Regions from separate parts of the Mus musculus genome. Here region 2 is linked to region 1. Evidence: chromatin contacts called from public HiChIP or PLAC-seq data. All regions are on one chromosome and are shown on one strand. The core of a region is the stretch at or near the end of the contact, and the rest is flanking DNA. Distances in the headings are between cores, read along the strand shown.

Region 1 (2,700 bases), core at 75-2,574:
AGGGAAATGTTAGCTTCTCAGGGAATGGTAGTTACCATCAAAATGACATTTATGTAGGGTGAGGCTTGGTGGTAAAGCTCAGGCCTTGCATGAGATTTACACACTTAAATACAGTTTTCATTTCTTCTTTTCTGTTGCTGAGAGTGAGATTATGGGGCTCATTAGCACGAAAGGCAAAATTTATCAGAGTGAATCAAAACTGTTATGCCAGCCATAGGATCAATGTTTTTACCATAATCATTTAAAAGTATGGGAAAACATTAAAGTCCAAGAGAGAACAAAGCATTTTAACTTCCATGCCCTTAGCAAGCATTTAGCAATCTGAAAATTATGGACTGCTGAACTCCATTTAAGATGTACAGAAGCCATTTGGTTTCTTCCTGTCTTCTTTCTTCAACCCTGGGACTTGCTAGGCTATGCTACTGCTCCCCCACGGAGCTCCTAGTTGTTAACCCTCCTGCTCTGCACACTGAAGCCCAGGATCTTGGAACTATGGGAACTCCAGACATCTCTCAATTCCTCCAATTACTTCGGTCCAGGATTCAGGCGCCTAATCTGGGCCTGGCGCTCTCCAGGCCAGCTTCCCTGCCATTCTTTGCAAGAACTGTGTGTACGGCATCAGACTTACTTTCCCAGAAGTGCTTCTGGGACCAGAGTCCACACAAAGGGGCTGTTAAACGTGCTTCCCTCCCTTTTGGCTCAGCTGGCTGCTGAGCCTCAGGTCACACACAGCTCACAGTTCCTATCAACTTTTCCCAAAGGATCCCTGGGCTCCTGCAGGAGCCAGCCCGTCCCTGGGGCAGGAAGTTCTGTTTACACTGTCTTGGAGCCAGGTGCTCATCCATAAAAGGGAAAAGAGCCCTTTAGGAAAAGGGCTGGGTGCTTGGAAACTCTTTAAAAGTGAAAGCCCCAAGGCTGCTGTCTGTTGTTCTGCACTTTGGCTTGATACAGTTTTTCTGTACACAAAAGCACAGGCTGTGGGGTTGGCTGAACAGTACAATTAAAAACCAACATCCAATAAACAGAAAGTGTGAAGAGAATGCCACAGGAACCCTCAACACTGCACAACTGGGCCAAATTACTGTTTGTTTGTTTGTTTGTTTGTTTGTTTTTGTTTTTCCTTTTCCGTTGATGTAAGCGGTTACAGGTAAACATCAGGTGTCTTTCCTCAATCTCTGTCTTTTTACATTTACTTTTTCCCATTTATGTTAATAGTGCAGGGGAGGTCAGAGAACAACTTTCAGGAGTCAACTCTCTCTTTCTACCATGAGTTCAGAGATCATACACATCCAGCTTGATTAGCAAGTGCCTTTACAGCTGAGCCAGCTCTCTAGCTCCACCCTGCTATTTCATTAGCCTTCTGGAGCAGAGTTCTGAAGGATCACTGGTAAGTGAACAACTGTCTCCGTGGTGCTTTGGATAAGAAGGAATAGTCATGCAGACTTTGAAATATTATGACCTTATAGCTGCCTCCAAATTTTCACATGGTGTCTAGCAAGGAAGCTATGTTCTCTCTGTTGCAGACAAATAGATCAGTGACATATACCACAAGCATATGTGAGAGACAGGAAACGGATAGCAATGCGGTGGGAAGGAGGGCTTTGGGAATCACAACTCTCAGGGGACTCAGTCTTAACAGGTAATGCTATTAAATCAAAATGTGAGGTATTAGAATTTCTATTATTTAATAGTAATTGCACAGTTATTAGGAATTGTTACCAAGTTTTAGGTTAGGGACTTTGCAAATCCAAACTCATTTTACCTTGATGATAGCATGTTCAGTTTGGTGCTGTCAGAGTTTTCAGTACCCAGAGACACCAGGCAGTTAAATAACTCATTTAACATCAGTGACACTGGGATAGGAACCCTGGGTAGTTAGCCACCAGCGACCTGGACATTTTATTTCACTTCTGCTTGTAATGTGTGCCCTTTTACTTTCTAGACACTTGAGATATATTCATATTTTAAATATAAACAACACAAATAATGAGACAGCTTAATGAACTGAAACAACCACTCAGGAGTTGAGAAAATAGCTTAGCTGAGAGTGTGATGAGCACACAAACTTAAGGACCTCAATTCAATTCCCAGCATCCATGTGAAAAGCCAGGCATGGAGGCAAGTGCTGTAATCCCATTGGTATTGAACAGGCAGATCCCTGGGTCTTGCAAAATAGCCTAGGCTAACTGGTGAGTGCGAATCCCAGAAAGAGACCCCGTCTTCACTGGCATTTTCAGTGATACCCATGGTTTTCCTCTGGCTTCCACATGCATGTGCACATAAACACACACACACAGTAACCCCTCAGTCATTCCCTCATTTATTCAGCACTTTCTGACAATTAGGACCATACTTAGAGATTCTGATGTTGTTCTTCACTAGTGAACTCAGCCAGAGACCAGGATTCAATTATAGCAAAGTTCTCATCCAGTCTCTACCATACTGCAGAGTGGTTTTCTGTGTGCCTTATGCATGGTCTTCAATGCATAGACCTGAATCACCAACCTCTCAAACTCCAGTTTGGGCCATGTGTGTCTTGCGATCTCTGCTGAGCAGAGGAAGCCACTCTTCCTCCCTGTGTGTTCTCCAAGGGGTCTGCTAGCCCATATGTGTTCCAATGTGTACTTGCCTCATCTTACATGCCAGCATGCAGGTCCTCGAGGAGAGATGAGCTTGTACTAATATGACTTCTCATTCCTT
Region 2 (2,700 bases), core at 35-2,534, 220 kb after region 1:
GGGAGGGGAGGGGAGGGGAGGGGAGGGGAGGGGAGGAGAGGAGAGGAGAGGAGAGGAGAAGAGAAGAGAAGAGAAGAGAAGAGAAGAGAAGAGAAGAGAAGAGAAGAGAAGAGAAGGAAAAAGAGAAAGAAAAGGAAAGGAAAGGAAAGGAAAGGAAAGGAAAGGAAAGGAAAGGAAAGGAAAGAAAAGAAAAGAAAAGAAAAGAAAAGAAAAGAAAAGAAAAGAAAAGAAAAGAAAAAAAACTTTTTGAGACAGTTGCACTATGCAGCTCTGGCTTTCCCAGATCTCACTATGTAGACCAGGTTGTCTCAAACTCACAGAGATGGACCTCCCTCTGCCTCCCGAGTGCTAGTGCTGGATTAAACATGTACAGCCACTCCCAGCTTTCTCTGAAATGTATGTGCAAGCATGTGAGTGTGCGTGTGTAATCAGTGCCTATGAGGCCACAAGTGGGTGGCACATCGTCTTGAGAGGGAGTGACAGGGGGTTCTGAGCCACCTGATATGCTGGGCATTGAACTGAGGACCTCTGGAAGAGCAGTAAGTGCTCTTAATCACAGAGCCATCTCTCCAGCTTATTTTTGGTTTTTGCCTGTAGGAGTTGAGTACTTTAAAATATTGAGGCTTTGATGCTTAGTTTTGTAGAGTGGGTTGATCTGTGAGTTCACTCACAAAATTATCTTGGGAAGGCCAAGAAGAGTGGACCTTGCATTGGACCTTGCATTGGCTCTGCGTAAGAGCTATAAGATCAGCCGGGCATGGTGGCGCACGCCTTTAATCCCAGCACTCGGGAGGCAGAGGCAGGCAGATTTCTGAGTTCGAGGCCAGCCTGGTCTACAAAGTGAGTTCCAGGACAACCAGGGCTACACAGAGAAACCCTGTCTCGAAAAACCAAAAAAAAAAAAAAAAAAAAAAAGAGCTGTAAGACCTGCTCTTGATAGTGAGATCTCTTGGTGAGTGTCCATGATGTCCAGTGACACAGAGCTGAGACCCAGAGCTACTCAGCAAGTTACCACACACAGGACACATTCCTTACGGTTCAGTGAGAACGGCTGAATAACCTTTGTCTTTCTTCACTTTCCCCGCCTCTAACAAGCTAGTGTGGTTATTACACACTGTACTGAGGAGCCAGAAACAGCCCTGTTGGTTTTCTTTTGTGTTATAATAGGATTTGGGACACTGCGTTCTAATTATGATCTTGATACTACTATATGTTTCTCACCCTGAGAGAGCCAGGCAGGAGGTGGGAAAGAGTTCCTCCCCTGAACGGGAAGTAGAACAAAGAGCAGAACACGCTCTCCCCATCCTACACAAGGCAGCAGACGGCAGCAGCAGGCAGCAGCAGGCCACGCTACTGTTGAGAGCTGTCGCCAGACTGTAACCTTTACATACTGTTTTGGATGCCTTCTTGAATCCGATGTTTTTAACCCAAACACTGCGGTTCTCCTCACCTTCCATCCACATTTGATAAAGTTTGATATTTCTCTCACTTTTTTTCTTCTAGTTTTTGAAAGTAGAACATTTGTTTTGCAACAGATCAATGAAGTCCTCAGAACGAGCCTGGGCTACACAGCTGCTGTGGGAGCTGTTCCTTCTAGGAATCCACATCTGGATCTATAACAGTTTCCTTTTTGTTGTTGTTATTTTGTTTTGTTTTGTTTTTTCGAGACAGGGTTTCTCTGTATAGCCCTGGCTGTCCTGGAACTCACTCTGTAGACCAGGCTGGCCTCGAACTCAGAAATCCGCCTGCCTCTGCCTCACAAGTGCTGGGATTAAAGGCGTGCGCCACCACTGCCCGGCCTATAACAGTTTCTAAGTGCCTCTTTAGCCCAGCCCTGACAGCGCATCCTAGTTCTGCTTCCTCTGGTGCTCGTGCACACGGTCGCCATGCTTCCCACAAGTCCACTCCTGAAGATAGTAAGCCTTAAAACCACAAGATGTATCAACAGGCTGATCAGCTGGGTGGTAGAAATAAGGACATCTGTGCTTGACCCAAGTTCAGAAAACAGCCATTAAAACCTGGAGCGGCTGAGTATCTGCCATCTCATTTCTGCAAGCTTACAAGAGGGTGAGGAGCCAGGACATCTGTGCTTGGCCCGAGGCACAGGAGCAAGACTGGAGGTGCTTGCCACTGCTGCTGTCATGTTGTGGCTATTGCTGGGCGCTCCCTGTAGCTGTAGGCCTCAAGTCTCAATTTATAGATCTGTTTATTCTAAAGGAAAGAAGCAGGAAGTTCATTTTTATCAGTGACCTTGACTGGATGTCTTTGATGATGTTTAATAGGCTAAAGGTTCCGCAGTTTATTTATATCATTAAAAAATGATGCCATCTTTCTTGTATTTTTCACATCTCTTTAATGAGTGTGTTTCCTGAAGTCAGTCACACACACAGTTTAAAGCAAGTATTCTTCAGTACGACTTACTAATTCTTATTGTGGCTTCATCCTGACCGATGATATAAAGTGAGCGATATTATTTCCAAATATTTACCTGAACTTGTAATCTATTGTTTCTGGGCTTTTGTTTGTTTTGTGTTGTTTGTTTTAATTTTTTTTTTATTTTAATGGTGATATTTTAAAACCTTTTTCTCCATAATATTGTATAGAGCAGAATTTACATATTATATGTCACATTTTTAATCTTCTAATCTCCTTCTTTAAAAAGCAAAATGATTTGTCAATTTAAGAAGGTTATTTACAAAA

What was found. HiChIP or PLAC-seq counts read pairs in DNA pulled down with a chosen protein or histone mark.
Region 2: an H3K27ac HiChIP or PLAC-seq map of extraembryonic endoderm stem cells shows a contact between it and region 1. The contact joins two enhancer-like sites. A contact is called at or near these places in 1 of 15 datasets of contacts at CTCF or cohesin (stem cell-derived epiblast-like cells), 2 of 484 Hi-C or Micro-C datasets (forebrain and nephron progenitors) and 8 of 115 datasets of contacts at active chromatin or transcription factors (cardiomyocytes, differentiating embryonic stem cells, embryonic stem cells and 4 more).

What each region holds. Positions count from the first base shown.
Region 1 is chr1:4,543,482-4,546,181 of GRCm38.p6, forward strand. No RefSeq gene overlaps it. Among named protein-coding and RNA genes, the nearest start is that of Gm22307, 16 kb to the left of the region's middle. Within about 2 kb of position 1,325, at least 33 of the 459 cell types and tissues checked have an H3K27ac peak or open chromatin away from gene starts, as enhancers often do. A contact at or near this core is called in extraembryonic endoderm stem cells, where this site is marked.
Region 2 is chr1:4,765,632-4,768,331 of GRCm38.p6, forward strand. No RefSeq gene overlaps it. Among named protein-coding and RNA genes, the nearest start is that of Mrpl15, 19 kb to the right of the region's middle. Within about 2 kb of position 1,285, at least 17 of the 459 cell types and tissues checked have an H3K27ac peak or open chromatin away from gene starts, as enhancers often do. A contact at or near this core is called in extraembryonic endoderm stem cells, where this site is marked.